Linked DNA regions of Mus musculus: all the other regions are linked to region 1. Evidence: chromatin contacts called from public HiChIP or PLAC-seq and promoter capture Hi-C data. All regions are on one chromosome and are shown on one strand. Each heading gives the region's core, a stretch centred on a gene start, on an enhancer-like site or on the middle of the called end of the contact. The rest is flanking DNA. Distances are from core to core; before and after follow the strand shown. Region 1 holds the start of Nfyc (nuclear transcription factor-Y gamma). Region 2 holds the start of Dph2 (DPH2 homolog). Region 3 holds the start of Bmp8a (bone morphogenetic protein 8a). Region 4 holds the start of Heyl (hairy/enhancer-of-split related with YRPW motif-like). Region 5 holds the start of Cdc20 (cell division cycle 20). Region 6 holds the start of Hpcal4 (hippocalcin-like 4). Region 7 holds the start of Trit1 (tRNA isopentenyltransferase 1).

Region 1 (2,999 bases), core at 313-2,812:
TTTCGAGACAGAGTTTCGGTTTCTCTGTGTAGCCCTGGCTGTCCTGGAAATCACTTTGTAGACCAGGCTGGCCTCGAACTCAGAAATCCGCTTGCCTCTGCCTCCTGTCTTTTCTCTTTTCTTTTCTTTTCTTTTCTTTTCTTTTCTTTTCTTTTCTTTTTTCTTTTCTTTTCGTGTGTGTGTGTGTGTGTGTGTGTGTGTGTGTGTGTGTGTGCTGGGCATGGTAGTTTATGTCTGTAATCCCAGGACCCCGAGGCTAAGTAAGGAAGATTTAGCTGAGTTTAAGGTCAGTGTGGACTACATAATGAGCACCGGACAACCAGTTATAGACAGGCCTTGTGAAATACTACACTTCCCCATCCCCACCCCCACCTCCCCAAAATGGTTGGCTTCCATATTCAGCCTAAAGTGCCAAGATTAGAGGCATGTATTACCACACCAAGCCATACATATTGTGTTAATGTATTTGCATGGAATGCATTCGCCCATAGAAGGCAACATCTAGATGTCTTCAGTGGAAACTTCACCCTATTTTTTGACACAGGATTTCCCTGCGTAATTCTGGAAGTCCTGGAACTCGACAAGGCTGGCGTTGAACTCACAGACCCTCTTGCTTCCGTCTTCCCAGGTGCTGGAATTTCAGTTCTACCGCGCTGGCCCCAACCTATTTGTATAGACTGGGCCTCCCACTGAACCAGGAGCTTGCTTATTTAGCTAGGCTGGCAGGTTTCTTTTCAAGCCTTTCAGGTATGGGAGACTACTGTGCTAGTGGCTTATGGAGTGTTGGGGGGGCTAATGCAGGTCTTAATGCTTGTAGGAAGCACTTTACTGAGCCACCTCCCAACTCTTTAATTTTTTATGCCAATTTTTAAAAAAAATATTTATTATTTTATGTAAGTACACTGTAGCTGTCTTCTGACACACCAGAGGGCATCAGATGTCATTACGGATGGTTGTAAGCCACCATGTGGTTGCTGGGATTTGAACTCAGGACCTTCAGAAGAGCAGTCAGTGCTCTTAACCACTGAGCCATCTCTCCAGCCCTTTTTATGCCAATTTTAACGTTTTAAAATGTCACCTTTTTGGTTGTTTGGAAATTTTATTTCTTCACTTACTGGTGTGTGTGTGTGTGTGTGTGTGTGTGTGTGTGTGTGTGTGTGTGTGCGCGCGCGCGTCGCACATTAATGATCAGAGTTCAGCTTTCAGGACTCTGTTCTTCTGGTCCATCCTGGGTTCCAAGAATCGAATTCAGGTCGTCCGGTTTGCTGAGCCCCAGGCGGCTTTTTAAATTTTCCATGCCCGCGAAGTTCTTCTCTCCCTACCATTCATTTCCTTGAAGAACAAAACACGGAAAACTATTTCCTAAAACCCAGAAGCGAGCGCATCCTAGCTGAGAGCTTCAAGGATATAGAACGTCCTCGGAGGTCACCGAGAAACGCCTCCCGCGCCCCTGGGAAGGGGCGGGGCCCCAAAAGTCTCCGCTCTCACTATCCCGCTTGGCCAGGCAAGACAATTCTCGCGAGACTTCAGGCACCTCAGCCGCTGCGCACTACGCGTTGCTGGGAGTCGAGGCGCGGAGTGGGGGGAGGGGCAGGGGAGACGGTACAAACGGCGCGGCCGCCATCTTGTTTGCGCCCCCGCTCCGCACGCGCTCCGGTTTTTCGTGACGCACGCTTCCCCCTCCCCTCCGCCGCGCCCGGGCCTCTGCATTGCCCGACGGCGCAGCAGCGCGGGGGCGGCTGCTTTCTTCGCTGGACGCCGGAGTAGAGGCCTGTGAGTGTATGAAAGCTTGGGTGAGGAGGGGAGAGAGAGAGGGGGCGGCCGGCAGTGAGGGCGGTGCTTCCCGCCAATGGCGGAGAGCTCCCTTCCCTCTGCGGCCGCCGCTGCACTTCGGTCGGCTCTGCCGCCGCCATGTTATGTGTTCGCCGGGCCCGCCGCTGTCGTCGCGGCTGCGCTCGCGGGGTCCGTGCGCCTGGGCCCGCGGGCTTTCTCCCATTGGCGGAAGGCGACGGCGGGGGGGCTCGCTCGTGATTGGTCGGCGGCGGGGAGGCCGCGGACCTGGCACCTTATTGGTCACGCCGGCTCCGGCCTGGGGGGTGATGAAGGAATTGGCGGCTGTCGGGATGCTAGCTGCTCAGGCTCTGGCGGCAGGGCGACGGTCCCTCTAATGCCAGCGTGGCGGGGAGTCTCCGGGACGGAGCCGGAGGCCCAGAGGAGAAAGAGAGTGGTAGCCTGGCGTGTGGCCTGCAACGGGGAGGGGTCACTACTAATACCAGAGGCACGGTCAACTACAAGATGGGGTGTGCAAGCCCCTGCTTTGTAAACACGGAACAGAAGTGTCTTCGAGACCTAGGGGTGCTAGACTTGGAAATTGATCCAGCTTGGGAATGACCCTGAGTAGAAGTCTGAGTGCATGGTATGGAAGTAGTGGGAGTGAGGACCAGAAGGACAGAATCGGATTAGGGAGCCTGCTGTAAGAATTTGGGTTTTGAAACCCGGAGGATTAGTGTAGAACTCCAGACTCCATTCTGGGTTCTGAAATGGAGAGTGGGAAACAGGTAAACAGCCGGATCCCACTGGACAGGTGTATCAACTTTTAGAGGCTGAATGCCATTTTAACATTACATTAAGTAGAATCAGAAAGTCAGCTGTAGAATGTATTTGCATAATTGGGAAGTTGGGGGTTACAGGATTTGGGATCATGCTAGTTTTGAGATGTTATATATGAAATTTTCACTGGTCTAAGAAGAATATAGGATCAGAGCTTTGTGCTTGCTAGACAAACATTCTACCAACTGAGTTACCCCACTTCCCCCTTAAAATTGATCTCTCTTAACTTTCAGTTCAGAGGGCAGGTGAGACAAACTCAGGAGTAATAGACCTTGTTTCGCGTGCTTACCTGGGTGTATGAGTATATTTTACAGTCACACAGATATTGGCAGTGCCATCCTCATTCTGTGAGGGAACAAGCAAGAGTTTGTAAGTTGCTGGAGTCAGGT
Region 2 (2,999 bases), core at 339-2,838, 2.9 Mb after region 1:
TCAGGACCACGGACAGCGCACGGCAGCCGGACTTCTTCCTTTATTTTCTCAGCTGTAGTTCTGTCTGCCCTGCCCTTCTGGTTACCCATCAGTAAGATCAGAAGAACGGGCTGAGTTCGCCCCACTCCCATCCATGACATCTGAATCCACTTGCTGGATGGGGTAACTGCATCCCATCCTCTGATCTTCCCCAGCTTTTGTACTGATTCTGCCTTTCATTCTTTTCCATCCAGTGTCTTCCTCAGCCAGCTAGTAGCATCAGTGTCTTCCACTTCATTATTTATCCCGCTCCTCAGTCCCAATTAAAAAAAAATGTGTATGTGTGTATGGCTGAGTTTATATCTGCGCACCACCTGAGTGTAGTTGCCTGCAGGTATTAGAAAAGGGACAAAAAAAAAAAAAAAAAAAAAAAAAAAGCTGGGCGTAGTGGCGCACGCCTTTAATCCCAGCACTTGGGAGGCAGAGACAGGCGGATTTCTGAGTTTGAGGCCAGCCTGGTCTACAAAGTGACTTCCAGGATAGCCAGGGCTATACAGAGAAACCCTGTCTCGAAAAAAAAACAAAACAAAAAAAAAGGAAAGGGACCTCCTAGAACTGGAGTTGCACATAGTTATAAGCCACCATGTGGGTGGTGGTAACTGAACCCACTGCAAGCACAGCAAGTGCTCTTAGCCACTGAAACATTTCTCCAGCCCCGTTAGTCCCATTCCCACAGTCCTGATTTCTCAGCTCTCCTGGAGGATGCAGAGATGCGCCACATGTTTTCAGTCCTTTTTCCCTACGGCATCACGTGAAGAGAGTCTTCCTCTCCCATCCCTCCTTATGATAAGAAGTCGTGTGGGAGAATGTGGGATGTAGCTCAGCCAGAGAGTCGTTGCTTTCCATGCACGAGGCCCCAGGTTCAGTCCCAAGGAGGTGGGGCGAGAGAATAAATTCGGGCTCTAAAGCCCAGTTTCTAGAACCAGCAGACATGGTTTTGTTTTTCTTATCTATATGGGATAATTCTTGCTTCTAATGATGAACTGGTGAACTTAGCAAGGGTCAGTGTTTGGTTGACAGACCGTGAGGACAACAGGTTGTGGGACAATTCTCTAGCAGGCAAAGTAAAGGACATAGAGACATTTTACGATGTCTGGCAGTAAGTACCTGCTCACAAATATTCAAACCCAAGCTGTGGGCACTGAGTTGGAAATTATGCAGTACTGGGAGATCCAGCTCGGTCACACAGCAAGACCCTGTTTCAGATTCTGGGGGCTGTGAAGATGGCTTGGTGGATTAGGGAGCTTGCAGCCAACCCTGAAGAACTGAGCTGTATAAGGACCCTTGCTCTCACTGTATGTATATACGTGCACACGCGCGCGCGTTTAAATATGATCAGCAGATAGCGCCTGCTCACACTGAATTAGTGACTTAGAAATTAGAGGGCACCGGCAGGCTGGCCTTAGGGTATCCGGGAAGAAGCTTTAGCCAGTGGAACCACAACACCCACAAGGCTTTGCGGCACTTCCGATTGGTCCTGAGTGAGAGGCTAGTGATTGGTTCTCTGTGGGAAGTCCTTGAACCCGGAAGTAATCTCCGTAGGTCCATGTGTAGTGGAGAGCCGGGAATTTGGAAGCGTACGGTTTGGATCCTAGGACCCGAGGACAGGTTGGTCCGGATCCACAAACAGAGCTGCTGTGACCTCGAGGACTTTTGAGGGTGCAGCTGCATCTCACCCCACCCAAGCTGCGCCCAATGGAGTCTACGTTCAGCAGCCCTGCGGAGGCAGCCCTGCAACGGGAGGCGGGCGTTCCAGGACAGTTCACTCCTCCTGAAGACCTGGACCGCGTGTATGAGCTGGAGCGAGTTACGAAATTTGTCTGCGATTTAGGTTGTCAGCGGGTGAGGTCTGGTTCAGAGAAGGGGGCGCGAAAAGGGGGCGCGGGGCGCGGGCTCTCCTCTGGGTATGGGTTGCGGAGATTGGGACTTTGGGTCGGGATCCGCCCGTATCGCACGGATTACCCACAACTCTGTGGGGCTGGCTGCCTCCTTAGAAGTAGGGGCTTGGGATGTTTAGTGGGTTTTTTTGTTTGTTTGTTTGTTTTTTTGTTTGTTTTTTGTTTTTTTGCAGAGGCTGTTGGTGGAGGAGTGAGGTTGTCGCTGACTTGTGGCTTGTATTTACAGGTGACTTTGCAGTTCCCTGACCAGTTACTAGGAGATGCGGGAGCGGTGGCTGCCCGGCTGGAGGAAGTCACAGGAGCTAAGATGTTCATTTTAGGGGACACAGCTTATGGCAGGTATGGGGTTTCCCAGCCCACAGTGTCTGCCTCCAGTGACCGTGTTTGCACGATGAGAAGCTCCTGATGCCAGCTTCCCTCAGTCACAGTGAATTCCTAGCTTGGTGCCATTTTCTCCACTGGCCACATTTCCCATTGATGACAACTCTTCTCTCCAGGTAGGGAACACCTCTCACCAATGCTCTCTCCCCTGCAGCTGCTGTGTGGATGTGCTGGGCGCCGAGCAGGCTGGAGCTCAAGCCCTTGTGCACTTCGGTCCTGCCTGCTTAAGCCCCCCAGCCTCGCAGCTGCCCATCACCTTTGTCCTTGGTCAGCGACCCGTTGCTTTAGAGCTCTGTGCAAAGGCCTTTGAAGCCCAGAACCCAGATCCGACAGCCCCGGTGGTACTGCTGAGTGAGCCAGCTTGTGCCCATGCCCTAGGTGAGAAATTATACCTGTGAGGGAAAGAAGGGTGGGTCCACAGCTTCATGCCTTAATTCCTCCTATTTAAGCACACTTACCTAGAGCTCTTGGCCTCAGTTGGCCTGGCTTGTCCTTTAGGGTCACATTGAGGCATCTGGGGATGAGACATCTCTTACTTTGCCAGACTTCAACTCTGATGCACCTCTTTCAGAGCCTTTGGCCATGCTCCTGCTCCCAAAGTACCAAGATCTGCTCATCTCCCGCCCAGCTCTTCCCCTGCCAGTGGGATCCCCGAGCTCACAGCCTGAGTCCCTGGAGCGT
Region 3 (2,999 bases), core at 369-2,868, 2.5 Mb before region 1:
CATCCGTAATGAGATCTGATGCTCTCTTCTGGTGCATCTGAAGTCAGCTACAGTGTACTTATATATAATGATAAATAAATCTTTGAGCTGGAAGAGACTAAGAGAGCAGAGTTGGGGGCTGGAGAAATGGCTCAGTGGTTAAGAGCACTGACTGCTCTTCCAAAGGTCCTGAGTTCAAATCTCAGCAACCACATGGTGGCTCACAACCATCCATAATGAGATCTGATGCCCCTTCCTGGGGTGTCTGAAGACAGCTACAGTATACTTAAATACAATAAATAAATAAATCTTTAAAAAAAGAGAGAGAGAGAGCAGAGTTGGCCAGAGCAAGAGGGGTTGACCAGAGCAAGTAGAGGTCCTAAAAATTCAATTCCAAACAACCACATGAAGGCTGACCTGAGGTAAAGTGCTTAGCACTCAGGTTTCCCGGTTTTTTGTTTGTTTGTTTGTTTGTTTTGTTTTGTTTTAAGCCTTTGTGGGGCACAGTAGCACATGCCATAATCCCAGAGGCAGGGATAGGCAGGCATATCTATGAGTTTGAGGCCAGCCTGTTCTATAGGTCAAGTTCCAGGTCCGCCAATGCTACATTGTGAGAACCTACCTCAGAGCGGGGCAGGGCTGGTATAGAAATCTGGAGAAGACATTCAGAAATAGCACCTCCCAAGGGGAAGGAAAAAAACAAGCTATCGGTCTTAGACCTCAAGTGGCTGAAGGACAGAATGTATTCGGTGTCTACTGTATCTTTACATCCTTCAGTGATGTTACCGATATGGACCAGAGGTGCAAGGAGCTGGGCGCCATTGCCCTCGTATCAAACTCCAGACCGCAGGTGGAAACAGATCCAAGACCCCCTGGATCTGGAGCCCAGTCAACCCTCAGCGCTCTTGTTTGTTCAGGAATGTGAAGATTAGGCAGGTTGAGGTTGTCACTCCCATCCCGTGTGACAGAACTTGAAGGAAGGGGGATCATCGTGATCTGTGAACAGAATTTCTCAAAAATTATTTTGTTAATAAATTGCTTTGTGTAAGCTAAGAAAGAAAGAGAGGGGTAAAAAAAGGAAGAAGAAAAGGAAAAGAGGCAGCTGTGTGCCTATAGTGGCTTGTAAACACTAATAGGTCTGAAAGCCCTGTTACCTGTCATTATGACACTCCCAGTCTTGACACAGCCAGTCCCTCTGCTGGGTGCTTTCCTCCTACTGACTTCCGTCTTTCCTGTTCTATTCCTTCCAGCCTCCCGGAGCTCTTTCGCTGCTCCACTTGAGCCACACCAACACCTTTATGGTCTGTATCAGTGCTGTGGCAGCCGCCTTGGGAGGCCGGAGTGCATAAAGGGGCGGAACCAGTCAGGGAGTTTTTGCAAGGTCTCTTTCTTGCAAGCCCCTGGGGAGTTGTCACAAATGAGATAAGCGAAGGTGACCCTACTTCAGGAGGCTCAGAGCCCTATCCTGGGTTGGATCTACAAAGGGAACCGCTGGGTGAAGAAGAAGTCTGGAGCGGAGGAGTAGCGGGGGCTGGGCCCTGGTTCCTGCTGGCAACGGAATGTGTGCCCCACCCTCGCTGCACTGCTGGCACCCGCCCCGCCCCGACGGCCGGAACTAGGGGCGCATGCAGAGACTTCCAGAGCAGAAGGTGAGACACTACGGGTCCTACCGCTGCTCCGGGACTCAGGATCCCACCCTGGTGCCTGCTTCAGAGGCCCCAATGTCTCCTCGTGTAGCCAGGTATGAGCCCCGGAAGCTGGATGGGGACCCAAGACACCCTTAAAGGCCTCTCTTCAGCCCGTTCGTTCCCACCTACGGGTGCACCAGGCGGCTCCCACCACTTCGCGCACAAGTAGTAGTGCGACCATCCCCAGGCGTCTTTCCGCACTCGGACCCGCCCCCGTGATCCCATTGGCTGGTCGGGGAAGGGGCGGGGCCGAGGAAGAGCGCTCGGCGGTCTGAGCTGCCACCAAAGTCCTCCTGCGGACACTCGCAAGTCAGCGCCGTGAGAGCCCACGTTGCTCTGAGGGACCTACCGACGCGGCGATCGCCTGCCGAGTGCGTGGTGAGCAGCTGCTGTAAAGCTGCCAGCGACAGGTGCGCCGTCTGGTCCTCCCCGTCTGGGCGTAGCGCCCGAGCCCGACCAGCTACCAGTGGATGCGCGCCGGCTGAAAGTCCGAGATGGCTATGCGTCCCGGGCCACTCTGGCTATTGGGCCTTGCTCTGTGCGCGCTGGGAGGCGGCCACGGTCCGCGTCCCCCGCACACCTGTCCCCAGCGTCGCCTGGGAGCGCGCGAGCGCCGCGACATGCAGCGTGAAATCCTGGCGGTGCTCGGGCTACCGGGACGGCCCCGACCCCGTGCACAACCCGCCGCTGCCCGGCAGCCAGCGTCCGCGCCCCTCTTCATGTTGGACCTATACCACGCCATGACCGATGACGACGACGGCGGGCCACCACAGGCTCACTTAGGCCGTGCCGACCTGGTCATGAGCTTCGTCAACATGGGTGAGTGCAGGGCGTCAGGGATCCGGATGGGGCGGTAGGTGGAGGAGAGGGTGGCCGCCTGTCGGGGGATGATGCCCTCGGGTAATACAAGGCCCCTGGGACAGGGAGCCATGGTTCAGTAAAACCACAGGGAGGGGCGACTGCAGGAGATCAGGATTGGAAGGTCCGTTTTTTGCGCCTGTGCCCAGGGTCTTTGCCCCACTAAGGCACCCAGGAGTTGGGATCTGGAGATGTCCAGGTCCCCTAGGTAGCATCGGAAAACAGTCCTGGGTATACTGATGAGTAACCAGACCGTGATGCTGTCACTGTGATAAACGCAGCCCTGAAGAGAGGGAGGGACAAAGTTCAGTGTGGAAACCTGTGGTCATATCAAAATGACCAGAGCTGACCCTCACGCCCGGACAGCGGGCTCTTTCTGTGGGTGACTGGGTGGGGTGCAGTGTCAGGAGGTGGAGTGGACAGACTCAGACATGACTGTAGTCCTGTGGGCCTGGGCTCTAGCAGCTGGACCTT
Region 4 (2,999 bases), core at 264-2,763, 2.4 Mb before region 1:
ACAGTCATTCTATGTATGTGTGCACGTGCCGGGGCATGTACAGGGTGGTCAGAGACAAATAAGGTTTAGTAGAGCAAGAGAGACACCTGCTCCAGAGGCCGGTTCCTTTTCTTTCCATTCGCATCCTCTTCTCTATGTGGAAACAGGCCTAGGCAGGGGAACCGAAGGCTCAGAACTGCATGGTGACAGGGCACTTGGGTAGCATGCACCAGGATCTGGATCCAATCCCTAGCAGTGGATGAAGAAAAAGGAAGAAGGAAGAAGAGGAGGGGGAGGAAGAATGGAAAGAAGAAAGGGAAGGAAAGGAAAAGCTCTAAGGTGAGTTGGTGGCGGTTGTGGGCTGGGTGGCAAGGCCTGGAGACTTAGAGCCTGACACCACTAAGCACTCACCATGAACTACTGCTAAGGCCTTGACATTCTTCCGTTTGATGTCTACACCCGCTATGAAGCTAGCTTCATCATGTATACCCATTTTATAGACCAGAAAACTGAAGCTTATGGAGTCACCGAGCTGATAGGTAGCAAGGATTGTACAAGTTCAGTTTGTTCCACAGGTTAGAAGTTAGATTATTTAACAAAAAAGAAACTGCATTGGCGGCTTGGTGGTTTGGTGGAAGGGGTGCTGAAGATTGGAGTCTAGGCTTTTGCAAGTTGGCTATTATTTCCCTCAGTACCTAAACACAAATCCCAGTATGCTCAAAGCGAAAAGGACACAGCCCCCAGTCCTTTTGTGTACTATGTGAAAACTGTTCCCAAAGAAGAGTGAAATTGGAAAAGTACAGAAGTCTTCATAGTAGACAAACTATGGGCAATGGAATGCGGTATCTACATCTATGAAGGTTTCCTAGGTCTGCAGGAAAACTTCTCAGGGGCGTCCCTGGGGGTAGCCAAACGACAGAATATCCTCCAGCTGAACTGTCCTCCCATCCCAGCTCCCTGAACCATAGTTGGTTCAGGGTGTTATGGTTCAGGGTACTCAGGAATCTGCCGCATTGGTGCTATGGACGCACTGGAGTCGCTGCACACGCCCCCGCATCTTGGCTGACACCTGAGGGCTGCGCACAAACTTGAGTGTGCTGGACTTTCTCACCCCCGGACGGCCCTCGCTCCACCCTGTCTTACCTAAGATCGTTCTCTTGACCCACATCGATGGGTCCATCAGACTCGCCGTCGGAGCCACTGGGCGCCCTGGGCCGCTTCATGCCGAAAGCTGGCTGCGGGGTCCCAGCCCTGCGATCCCTGGAGTTGGTTGTTGGGCCCCGCCTCAGCCCCGCCCCGGCCCGGGAGCCGACGCCGCCCTTTCCCAGGGCCCTTTCCTGCACCGCAGCCCGGGGCGCCCCGGCGCCCCCTCGCCCCCGCGGTGACGCGCCACCGAACCGTGGGAAGGCCCCGGGCGGTCACCGCCCCCATCGGCCGCTGGGAGGTCCGGCTCCGCTCCACCGGCGCTGCCTGGGCTGGCGCTCTGGGTGGCCTTGGGCAGGTGCCCTGGGAGGCCCCACGGGGAAGCCCAGAGAATCCGGATCTGTCCCTAGTTCTGTGCGACAGACTTCGCTTTGCAGTGCCTCAGCTTTTTATAAGGGTCAGACCTGTACCTTCCTGCTCCAGGGCATGCAGGGAGGGCAGATAGGTTTGGAAAGGTTACTGGGGGTGCCTGTGACCCCTTGGAAGTAATTCTTCAGTCACTCCTTCTATAGGGGACCAAAGTTTGTGGTGTGTGTGTGTGTGTGTGTGTGTATTGGGGAAGCTACGTGCACTGTGGGATGCTCAGAACTTCGAAGTCCTTTGGTGAACCCCCAAAGGGGTGGCTGCTGCTTGCCAGCTGAGAAGGCTGGAGGAGGGGAGACAGGGTCATAGAACCCAAAGTGGCATTGAACTTGATGTGTAGCAGAAGATGACCTTGAACTACTGATCCCTGACCCTCCTGCCTCTGCATCCCAAGTGCTGACTTTACAGTGGCCAAGATCTTTGAGCTTCTGACTTGTGGGAGGGAGCACAGGAATGGAGAAGGTAGGTAGGGTGTGGTGGTTGGTGGGGTATCCCTGGGAGTCACCCCAGTTCATTTAATGACAGCTGTCCTGGCAGGCACCAGGGAGAGGAAGAGAGGAAAGGAGCCTTCGGCTTCTCTTTCTGGGGGAGCCTGTCTGACCACAGACAACTATTTAGTCAGTGAGAGTTCCTGTCCTTGTGCCTAGAGATTCAGCTGCCATCCTCCCAGGTCATCGTACGCAGAGAAGTGCAGAGGGAAGCTGAGGGAGGAGAGCAAACTTCTTGCAGGGGCGGCAGGGAGATGGTGGAGGTGGGTGTGGTGGGCAGGGCACCAGAGGAGTCCTCTCCCTTTGTTCTGCTCACTGGGACAGGCACAAAAGAAAGCCAGCTTTTGGTGTAGGGAAGTGGGGTTGGTCACCTGAAGCTGACTACACACACTTTCACCATAGTCAGCTCTGCTTGCAGATACTTCCTGATGGGAAAGAACAGGCCTCTTGCCACTCAGACCCACACGTAACCACTTGGCCAAGCACAGAAACTTATCATGCTCATAGATGACCAGATAGGACTGGCATGAACGGTCGCCATCAGGAAACTCTGCTGGCCACCGCAGCCGCAAGCACCAATTCTCCTGTTCCAAATGCCCTCAGCACTCACATAATTTCTGTGGGCACCTGCCAAAACAGTGAGAACCTCAACCAGTGTGAAGAGTGCCCAATGTGTGCACTAGGCATTTCCTAGAAAGGCAGATACTTGTTTGCTCTATGTGATTGGCTGAGAGAGAAAGGGCTGGCAGATTTGCAGGGGAAGGTAAGGGCTCTGAGGTAGGCATGTTCTCGAGAGACGTCCCAGGTCCTCAAAATACACTGCACAGTTAAATAGGGACTATGGGGTTCGGCAAAGAGATTTAAGTTTGGAAGTCATTAGGTAATGGACGGCCTTTAAAGCTTTGGGAGAGGGCAAATGGATGGAGAGGCGGCGGAGCCTGTTAGTTACTGTTTGGTGAGTGCTTC
Region 5 (2,999 bases), core at 163-2,662, 2.4 Mb after region 1:
TTTTTTAAAGTGTGTATGTGTTTTGCCTACATCTATGTCTGTATACCTCATGCACACCTGATGCTGGCAGAGGCCAGGGAAGGCACTGGATCCCCTGGGACTACAGTAATAGATCTTGAATACCTATATTGGGCGCCGGGAACTGAACCCTAGGTAATCTGGAAGAGCATCTAGCGATAACAGCTAAGCCATCATCTTTCTAACCTCCTTTCCGCTTTAAAATAATTTATTTTTATCGGGGAGGAGGGGTGTGTTTGTGTGCCATCTGTATGCTGGTTCCATAAGAGGGCATCGATGCCCTGGAGCTGGAGTTAGAGGTAGTTGTGCGCTGCCTGACAAAACCAAATTTTCTTCCCGTGGAAGAGCAAGAAGTTCTAACTGAGGCATCTCTCCAGGCCCCAGACCTGGATTCTTACCAACCTCTTTTTATGACCTTGGGCTAATTTCTTGTATTGCACCTTGGTTTTTCTATCAGCATAACCAGGTTCTTGGCCCAGCGTGGTGGCACACGCCTTAAATTCCACCGCATCTCTGAGATCCAGGGCAGTTTTTTCTACAAGGTGAATTCCAGGCCAGCCCGGACTGCATAGTGAGACCCTTGTCTGAAACAAACAAAATGGGTGTCGCTCTGGCAGATTATGTGCAACGGGGGTAAGGAGATCTCTAGGTCTCTGAAGAATCCTAAGTCCCACGGGAGTCCTCCACAGGATGTGATGTCCCCAAGAACAGCCTAACCTAATCTTCACGACGAAAGGCTGGAATTCTGATCATTGTTTTGACACACACACCCCTTCCTCTCACTTTGTGTTTGCAGAACCCCACACTGGTCCGCATACTTCCTTCCTAGCAGGGTTTCAGGCGCCCTCCCCATTCAGACTGCCACCTCCCCACCGTCTCTAACCAACTGGGTCCTCCGGGTTGAGGTTGAGTTTCTCTCTCTCTCTCTCTCTCTCTCTCTCTCTCTCTCTCTCTCTCTCTCTCTCTCTGTGTGTGTGTGTGTGTGTGAGAGAGAGAGAGAGAGAGAGAGAGAGAGAGAGAGAGAGAGAGAGAGAGAGAGAGAGAGAGAGAATGTGTGTATGTGTGAACGTGTGACCTAAGTACCACCCACAGGCTTCGATGTGACCTTTCAAAGATTCCCAGATGCTCTAACTGCCGGGCCCAACCCAGAGAGATGGCCGGCAGAGAGCGGATCCCGAGGACTAACTGTGCGGGACCCGCCCCCGTGTTCCGATTCGGGCTCCGATTCGGGCAGGGACGAAGGCTCCCAGAGATGGGTTCGGGATTTCCTTCCAAATGCTTGGTCGTCGCACTCTCGTGAGATTTGCTCCCGGAAGACCCGGCCCTCTTCAGTGTAGCGACCAATCGGCAAGGGCGACGGTTAAGACAGTTGGGTTTTGAAGGAGCCAATGAACGCTAGCAGCGGAGAGTTTAAGAACAACAGTCCGGCGTGTCCTTAGCTTGTCTGGAAAAGAACGCGTTCGGCAGGCGCACTGACGCGCTGCGAGGAGCTGGGGGTTTGTGTTCGGGAGAGCTGAGTACGGAGAGGGACCGGGCTGCTGCGAGCTGTGGCAGGCGGAGCCCAGGAGCCCGGCGAGGATCGCGCTTGGTCGCCTTTCGCCCCGGTAGCGGTGCCATGGCGCAGTTCGTGTTCGAGAGCGATTTGCACTCACTGCTTCAACTGGACGCACCCATCCCCAATGCCCCGGTTGCGCGCTGGCAGCGCAAAGCAAAGGAAGCCACAGGCCCAGCCCCCTCGCCCATGCGGGCCGCCAACAGATCACACAGCGCCGGGCGGACCCCGGGCCGAACTCCTGGTGAGTGGGTGGAGGGAGCTGGAATCGCTGAGAGTCCGTCTTCATGCTCCCTCCGGGAGCCTCGTCAGGCTGTCTGACTTCTCTCTCCCTGCCCCCAGGCAAATCTAGTTCCAAGGTTCAGACCACCCCTAGCAAACCTGGAGGTGACCGCTTTATCCCCCAACGCAGTGCTTCTCAAATGGAGGTGGCCAGCTTCCTCTTAAGCAAGGAAAACCAGCCGGAAGACAGGGGGACGCCCACCAAAAAGGTATGATTCCACAGGGGTCATGAGACTTGAGGTGTCTGTCCCCTGGCTGATACCGGTCTTCCTCCCCTCACTTGCCGTGTATTTCAGGAGCATCAGAAAGCCTGGTCTCTCAACCTGAACGGTTTTGATGTGGAGGAAGCCAAGATCCTCAGGCTCAGCGGCAAACCTCAGAATGCCCCAGAAGGTAAGGAGTGAGTGACATCATCGAGGCTGGTGTCAGTCCTTCCTAAGGGGAGACATGTGGCTGCTTTTCCACATGTGGATGGGTATCAGTTTCCAAGTCTAGACCCACTCTCTTGCCACAGGCTACCAGAACAGACTGAAAGTACTGTACAGTCAGAAAGCCACGCCTGGCTCCAGCAGGAAGACTTGCAGATACATCCCTTCTCTGCCAGACAGGATCCTTGATGCCCCCGAAATCCGGAATGACTACTGTGAGTGCACTGTTGTCTTTGCGGATGGAGAAAGATGGCCTAGGAATGGACCAGTCCAACAAAGGACCTCATGTTTTCTTCCTTCCCCTGGCAGACCTGAATCTTGTAGATTGGAGCTCTGGAAATGTATTGGCTGTGGCACTGGACAACAGTGTGTACTTATGGAACGCTGGTTCTGGTGACATCCTGCAGTTGTTGCAAATGGAGCAGCCTGGAGACTACATATCCTCGGTGGCCTGGATCAAGGAGGGCAACTACCTAGCTGTAGGCACCAGCAATGCTGAGGTCCAGGTGAGCCTGGTTGCCTGTATTGTGGCTCTGTGGTCACTGGGCTCAGGGGGGAGCTTGCCCACCTTACATCTGTGACCCTGTGGTCATTCCTCTGCAGCTCTGGGATGTGCAGCAGCAGAAACGACTTCGAAACATGACCAGTCACTCCGCTCGAGTAAGCTCCCTCAGTTGGAACAGCTATATCCTATCCAGGTCGGTGTTTTTCCCAGTCTA
Region 6 (2,999 bases), core at 268-2,767, 2.4 Mb before region 1:
CAGGAGATTTTTCTCTTTCCCTCTCCTCCCTTTGCTCTTCCACAAGCAGCAGCAATGGCAGTAACAACCAGGTCTTGTTCCTCCCCTTCATAATAAAAGGCAAAAGTGACTCATACAAGGTGAGCTGTGTTGACCACCTATAATTTGGAGCTTTCATGCCAGGGTGGCCTGGTGGTCTGGAAAGGCCCCTAAGAGAATGAGGCTGTAGGATATGTAGGAGGGAGTAGCCTGAACCTTGGCCTGAGTGAAAAGGATGTCCCTACAGTGATGGATGGGGCCTCTCAGGTCTCCTCTGAGAAATATCCTAATGGTTTGAACAGGGCTTTGTTCTCCTGTAATCAGCTGTGGAACCAGAATATGTCAGACCTGGAAGGCTACTCAAGACCATCTCATCGAACCCTCCTCTGTCCTGCTCTTTGCCTATCTCATGAAGAATCTGAGAGGGAAAAGCCTTGGCTAAAGTCAAGCAGAGATCGAGGCGAAGGCAAGGCTTGCACTCTTCTGCTTTCTCATTCAGACATAGGGAAAGGAGAAAATGAGCCCACATGGACTCATCTTTGGCTTCATCTCTGCAAACAACAGGAAGCCGAGAGAGGGAGCAACAGGCACAAAAGGAACAGAGAAGACCGGGTTACAGAGAGAGGACCTGGTGCGTTCCTGTGTGAGGGATGATGAGGTTTAAAGGCTAGAGCTATGGGGTGGTCTTCTGGGAGGAGCAACCCTGGTTTATGCTCCAAGCAAGATAAAGGAAGAAGAGTGTGGAACCCCTGTCTAGTTGGGAGGCTACTAGAAGGGAGATGGTGAATGGGTCTGGAGTAGGAGCCTCAGGGGTCTTCATCCTTTCCTTAGGTATGCTGTGAGCTGTCAGCATAAGGGGCAGAGAGAGTGTAGTCAGAGAATGAATTTGCTATCGAGGTCTTTTGGGGAACAAGACCCTGAGATGGGAATGACAGTGAACTATTGGTGTCGGTGTGGGCTACCTCCAAGTAGAGGTTTCCATGAGGCTTGGTTCTAGAGGCAAGAGAACACAGGGTGACTGAAACCTCTCTTCTAGCACCAGTGACACCACACACCCCCAAGTAAGAGTGTGTGTGTGTGTGTGTGTGTGTGTGCGCGCGCGTGCGCGTGTGTTTGCACTGGAGCCAGAGGAATGGTTGTTCTTACCTGAGCTGGGGGTAAGGAGGCAGCTGTACCTCCTTCTTGAACTGGAGACCCGGCTTGAAGTGAAAGTTCCTGGCCCAAGGCGGGCTTCCCAGATGGCTGTCCACCTATGACAGACCCAGGGTCAGAAAGATGGATCTGAGCAGATGAGGATGGGAGTGGAAGGCGGAGGAGGAGGGGCTCAGGGCCTCCGCCCCGCGAGGTTGCTTCTAGGGCCCGGCCCCACCCTCATTACCTGAGGCCGCTCGCCGAGTCGCTAGATGGCTCCGAGCTTGGGCGGCCGCGGGGACAAGGCTGGCTATCAGGCGGACGACAGGCTCTGTAGGGTCCGCGTCGGAGCCGCCTCCCCAGTTCTTGTATCACTATTTGCTTCTCGAAGGCGACACGATTTGCATAAGACCCGCCTCCTCTCAGCAACTTTGGACATCGATTGGTTCGGCTGGCACCGAGTGACAGGCAGGGTTTCAGGTGGGGATGGGGTGGCCTGTGAGTCTAGGCTACCACAAGAGCGCGCCCCGCCCGTCCGCCCGCGCTGACCTTCCCGGAGTCGCCAGGATTGTAGAGGGCTGTACCCCCATCTGTTCCTCAACCCTGAGGCTCAGAGCCTGGGTCACAGTTTGGAGCGAAAAGTACCGATGATTAAAGTGGATTCGCAAAAAACAACCGCACCGTTGCTATGGGAACAGAAGAACCACAGTTGAATTTCTAAGCCTTCTCTTCCTGGGCCCCAGCGGGGGTGGGGGTAAGATAGGGGGTGATTCATAAGATGCGACCCCGTCTCTTGTCCTGCCCGTACCTGGAGGGGATCAATGAGGAGCTGCGGAGTGGCAAGGTGGAAAAGGGGAGATGGGGTGGTCAAGAACTCGCGGCTTTGCACCAGTGCCCCTCCACACCCACTCCTCTCCCGCCGTTTAGCAGAGGGGAGGGTGGGTGCGGCACGAGCTGGGTGGATGTGGAAGTATCCTCTACCTAGACACACGAGGGCGTGGGCTCCCTCCAGCCACCCCCACAACTCTAAGTCAGATCTCTTGTCAGGCTCTATCCTTACTTCTCGAGGACCCCTAAAAAGACTTGTTGGTTCTCCTCCAGAAGGAGCCTTTACAGTACGCCAAGCATTGCTCCATTCCCCACCCTCCCGCATTCCCGTCGCTTAGATGGAGCCGGTTCCCAGCCGCCGCCAGTCTCCGGCCTCGGATGTTGACACAAACCAGAGGCGGTTTACACTGAACGGGTCTGGAAGGTTTCAGGGAGGCGAAAACACCTCCTTTCCGCACTTGGGGGTCTCGTCACAGCCCGCTCAGTCGCCACGGATGTACTGGTGTCTGAGAGCTCACAACCCAAGGTGGTGGGAAAGAGCTCTAACGCCAAACTCAGGGCGAAAGGGGAGCAGAGATCCCTGGGCTGGGCCACGTGCGGAGGAGGGACTTCAAGGGATCTACCAAAAGTGGGGGCGGGACGCGTGGGGGATTGGTTAAATGGGATTGCAGATGCAGAAGAGGCCGGATTTCTGTCCAGGCAGCAAATGGTGGAGATGAGCGCTGTTTGGGGGACTAAGGACAGGCAAAGAACCGGTTTTTGGAGATTTGGTCTTAGAAACTCCCAAACAAAGCACAGCCAGGGGAAACCAGTAGGACCCGCGTCTTCCTTATGAGAGCTATCCATTTCCTCTTAAGCCAGTTGCGCTGTCCCGTTCTAGCAGCTGGATATGCCTTCTCTCTGGGGTTGCAGCATACGGTTGGGAGCTCCGTGTTCGAGTCAAAGAGGAGATACATCCATGGCATCTTTGGTTGGTGACTCATGAAGTTCCTTAAAAGCCTTAAGTCCTTCTCGGGTACCTT
Region 7 (2,999 bases), core at 182-2,681, 2.2 Mb before region 1:
TAATGTACATATACACACACACACACAGTCACCATAGTTTTCACTGTTAACATATTTTTTAAACACTTGTAATAAGTGCTTCACATATATTTCATTTAATGATCACAAGGTTGTTTTTTATATTCTTCCTATTTTAGCAAAGGAACAAAGGTATCTTTGTTCATGTAGCAAAAAGTTGGGGGAAAAAAAATCTGGCTGAGATTCAGTTCAAGCTAAACTCTTTATCTCCCTAAGCTGGCACAAAGCAGGCTGCAAACAACTATTTGTTACATTACCTTACCTTTTAGTATAAGCTGATGATCTTATCATGGAAAAATAAATTATGAGGGTAGAAACAATGTCAGGAGCCTTATGAGGTAAAGTGGGGCAAAGAATTAATTACTAATTTTAGGTTACTAACCATGAGTTCTGCGACTGGTTGTATATGTTCGACACCTTTGAACATGCCTAACAGCTGTTGTAATTCTTCTCACATTCACCCAAAATGTCACCTACTCTCTAGCTCAAATGCTCCTACATCCCCGAAAGTCCTCTCGCAAAGAGGACAAAAGGATTAAAAAACAAAAACAAATAAACAAAAAAGCCCTCAGGTTCAGCCAATATTTACCACAATGTCTGACCTTCGAGCTGGCCTCCCTCTCTCCACTGTAACACTCCAATGTCTCACTTATTAAATACTTTAGCCTTGTGATTGTGGGGCAAATGACATTTCCTCCACTTTACAAATATAATATTCAAGTAAAGGGCACTGTTGATCTGAAGTCACGAAGCCAGTGGCTGCCTCTGACTGCTCTAGTGCCCAAGAAGACACTCACAGGTGGCATCTGACTTACCTTGGGCTAGAATTAGAATTATGGCAAAATTTGGGAATAATTAACTTACTGAAATTCACCGGATGTCAACCTTAAACGTTCCACTATCTCTCCTCCATTTATTTGCAATGTGCCACGCACAAGGTCACTTCACCTCCCCAGCCCCCAACATTTTTATCCATAAATGAAACTGTTGGTACTATCTACGAAAGAGTAATGGCCTGAGAAGTTACTTAGCGATCACAGGACACAATGGACACTGTCTGCCATTGGAATGGGTACCTAGCAGGTGTGGGTTCCTTTCATCTGGATCCCCATACGCCTCGAGGTTCACCCACTACAGCCACGCGACAGGGTGTCCCCTAGTCCAGAGGCCCGCACGCGACCTCCAGGGTTCCCAGGCCCCCGGGCCAAGCACGCTGCCATACCTGCATGGAGTCGGCGCTGACGATCTCGCCGCCGAGCCGCTGGCCTAACTGCAGAGCCAGGGTGGACTTGCCAGTCCCAGTAGCCCCGAGAATCACTACAAGTGGCAGTGTTCGCCGCAGGCCTCGGAATCCAGAGCTCACAGGAACTGCTCGTGCAGCAGCCGCAGCCGCCATCTTGAAGGCATCTGAGCATGCGCCGAAGCAGCTGTCCCCATGGCAACAGTCAGTGCGCCGGCGCGGATCTCCGGCTCAGAACGCGGGGAGGGTGGAAAGGAGGAAACTGTGGGACAAAGGTACCAAGCTTAGGAGGCCCATGACGTAACTGCCTTCGACTAGCTGAGATTAGCCCACCGACTTGCTTTCTCAAAGGAGAGATGGCAGCCCATCTAAAATATTTCTGTCTACATTGCGTCCAGGCACCCAATTCTTTTTCCTCATAGCATTAATTCAAGAATAAAACTGTATAACTGGCCTCTGGTTTATTGTCTGAGTTCTACCACAGGCTGTTAATTTCACAAAGACAAGAAGCACATTCTGACTAGTTCATTGCTGAGTCTCCTGTGCCTAGCACAGGCACCCACCAATGATTAAATGGACAGAGAAACGACTTGCCTACCTTAGCGTTGGATTTAATAAGCTCAGAGAGTGTCCGATTCTCAGTCATTCTTCAAAATCAGATCTGTCCAATTCTCAGTCAAGAGCATGGCTCTAATGTTTGAATTCCACACTCATTTAGACACAATCAGAAAGCAGGACAAAGCTCTGCGTTGGCATAAAGCAGTCAAGAGATAGGCTTAAAAGCAAAAGAACAAGCAAGTGAATGACAACCCAAAAATTAGAAGAGGAAGCAGAAGAAAATCAAAGGGTAAAGCAGATACAAGTGAGGGAAAGAAAAATCAGAATCAAGGATGGCCAGACTTCAAGATTCCACACACCACTTTGAGAAATGGCTTTAAGAATCCAGAGAGATGGTTTAACATGTAAAGTTGCTGGCAGCCAGATCTGATGACCTGAGTTCAATCTCCAGGATCCGCATGTGGAAGGAGAGAGCTGATGCTGACCTCTGTACACACACACACACACACACACACACACACACACACACACACACCACACACACTGAAGTTTAAAATTAAGAAAGAATGGTTATGGAACCCGATGAACCTAGATTCAAATTCCAGCTCTCAGACTTATCAGCTGAGAGCTGATTAATTCTCATCAGAATTAATTCCATTAGCAGCATTTTTTTTTCTCTTTGTCTGAAGACTGAACCCAGGCCCCCCCTGGGTGCTGAATATACACTCTAGCACTGAGCTGAGCACACTTCAGACCCTTACTTCACCTCTTAACCTCAGCAATTTTATCTTTCCATTCTTCCAAGGATTGCCATAAGGAAAAGGTGAAATAATGTCTGGAAAGTGCTTGCTTCAAATGCACTGGCACATAACAACCACCATTTGTTAAACAGTTTGTGTTATTATAATTGTACAATCCCATCTGCCTCCCTAAATAAGTAAGAGCAAAAGCCTAAGGGCAGAGAATCTTTCAATAACGTGTAAAGATGCTTAAATACCCCTTCTGCTAACCTCTAGCTAGTTGGGCAGTTTAAGGGGTCTGAGGATGCAGGTTTAGTGGTAGAGCATTTGCTTAGTCAGCATGAGGCTCTGGGTTCAGTCAGCACTTGGGATGGGGGCGGGGGCATAAGTGCTTTTTCTCTGAGACTGCTTCGGTCTAGCTCCTAGGTAAAGCCACGAGTAGT

What was found. Promoter capture Hi-C pulls out the DNA fragments that hold promoters and counts their contacts. HiChIP or PLAC-seq counts read pairs in DNA pulled down with a chosen protein or histone mark. Capture Hi-C pulls out chosen DNA fragments and counts their contacts.
Region 2: a promoter capture Hi-C map of adipose tissue shows a contact between it and region 1, with 2.6 times the contacts expected there. The contact joins the promoter of Dph2 here to the promoter of Nfyc in region 1. A contact is called at or near these places in 1 of 39 promoter capture datasets (pre-B cells), 1 of 115 datasets of contacts at active chromatin or transcription factors (astrocytes) and 1 of 9 other capture datasets (adipose tissue).
Region 3: a contact with region 1 is called in an H3K27ac HiChIP or PLAC-seq map of large pre-B cells, with 5 times the contacts expected there. The contact joins the promoter of Bmp8a here to the promoter of Nfyc in region 1. A contact is called at or near these places in 3 of 39 promoter capture datasets (cranial neural crest, pre-B cells and stem cell-derived epiblast-like cells) and 1 of 115 datasets of contacts at active chromatin or transcription factors (large pre-B cells).
Region 4: a contact with region 1 is called in a promoter capture Hi-C map of pre-B cells, with 5 times the contacts expected there. The contact joins the promoter of Heyl here to the promoter of Nfyc in region 1. A contact is called at or near these places in 9 of 39 promoter capture datasets (the C10 cell line, cranial neural crest, embryonic stem cells and 5 more) and 1 of 115 datasets of contacts at active chromatin or transcription factors (large pre-B cells).
Region 5: a contact with region 1 is called in a promoter capture Hi-C map of adipose tissue, with 2.6 times the contacts expected there. The contact joins the promoter of Cdc20 here to the promoter of Nfyc in region 1. A contact is called at or near these places in 4 of 39 promoter capture datasets (liver, maxillary cranial neural crest, neutrophils and 1 more), 2 of 484 Hi-C or Micro-C datasets (B cells and CD8 T cells) and 1 of 9 other capture datasets (adipose tissue).
Region 6: a promoter capture Hi-C map of embryonic stem cells shows a contact between it and region 1, with 6 times the contacts expected there. The contact joins the promoter of Hpcal4 here to the promoter of Nfyc in region 1. A contact is called at or near these places in 4 of 39 promoter capture datasets (cranial neural crest, embryonic stem cells, frontonasal cranial neural crest and 1 more) and 1 of 115 datasets of contacts at active chromatin or transcription factors (embryonic stem cells).
Region 7: an H3K4me3 HiChIP or PLAC-seq map of stem cell-derived neural progenitor cells shows a contact between it and region 1, with 5 times the contacts expected there. The contact joins the promoter of Trit1 here to the promoter of Nfyc in region 1. A contact is called at or near these places in 9 of 39 promoter capture datasets (the C10 cell line, cranial neural crest, embryonic stem cells and 6 more), 7 of 115 datasets of contacts at active chromatin or transcription factors (astrocytes, embryonic limb bud, embryonic stem cells and 2 more) and 2 of 9 other capture datasets (embryonic stem cells and macrophages).

Annotation. Positions count from the first base shown.
Region 1 is chr4:120,824,304-120,827,302 of GRCm38.p6, reverse strand. Nfyc (nuclear transcription factor-Y gamma) reads left to right here and starts at 1,562. Exons shown (of 10, transcript NM_008692.4): 1 at 1,562-1,773.
Region 2 is chr4:117,890,592-117,893,590 of GRCm38.p6, reverse strand. Dph2 (DPH2 homolog) reads left to right here and starts at 1,588. Exons shown (of 6, transcript NM_026344.3): 1 at 1,588-1,881; 2 at 2,164-2,276; 3 at 2,473-2,696; 4 at 2,890-2,999. The coding sequence starts at 1,735. It also overlaps a transcript of Ipo13 not described here.
Region 3 is chr4:123,341,871-123,344,869 of GRCm38.p6, reverse strand. It overlaps Bmp8a (bone morphogenetic protein 8a), which reads left to right and starts at 1,618. Exons shown (of 7, transcript NM_007558.3): 1 at 1,618-2,486. The coding sequence starts at 2,162.
Region 4 is chr4:123,232,070-123,235,068 of GRCm38.p6, reverse strand. Heyl (hairy/enhancer-of-split related with YRPW motif-like) reads right to left here and starts at 1,513. Exons shown (of 5, transcript NM_013905.3): 1 at 1,123-1,513. The coding sequence starts at 1,202.
Region 5 is chr4:118,435,756-118,438,754 of GRCm38.p6, reverse strand. It overlaps Cdc20 (cell division cycle 20), which reads left to right and starts at 1,412. Exons shown (of 10, transcript NM_023223.2): 1 at 1,412-1,814; 2 at 1,913-2,061; 3 at 2,149-2,245; 4 at 2,367-2,495; 5 at 2,590-2,786; 6 at 2,884-2,978. The coding sequence starts at 1,634.
Region 6 is chr4:123,182,022-123,185,020 of GRCm38.p6, reverse strand. It overlaps Hpcal4 (hippocalcin-like 4), which reads right to left and starts at 1,517. Exons shown (of 5, transcript NM_174998.4): 1 at 1,397-1,517; 2 at 1,165-1,268.
Region 7 is chr4:123,015,025-123,018,023 of GRCm38.p6, reverse strand. Trit1 (tRNA isopentenyltransferase 1) reads right to left here and starts at 1,431. Exons shown (of 11, transcript NM_025873.3): 1 at 1,241-1,431. The coding sequence starts at 1,414.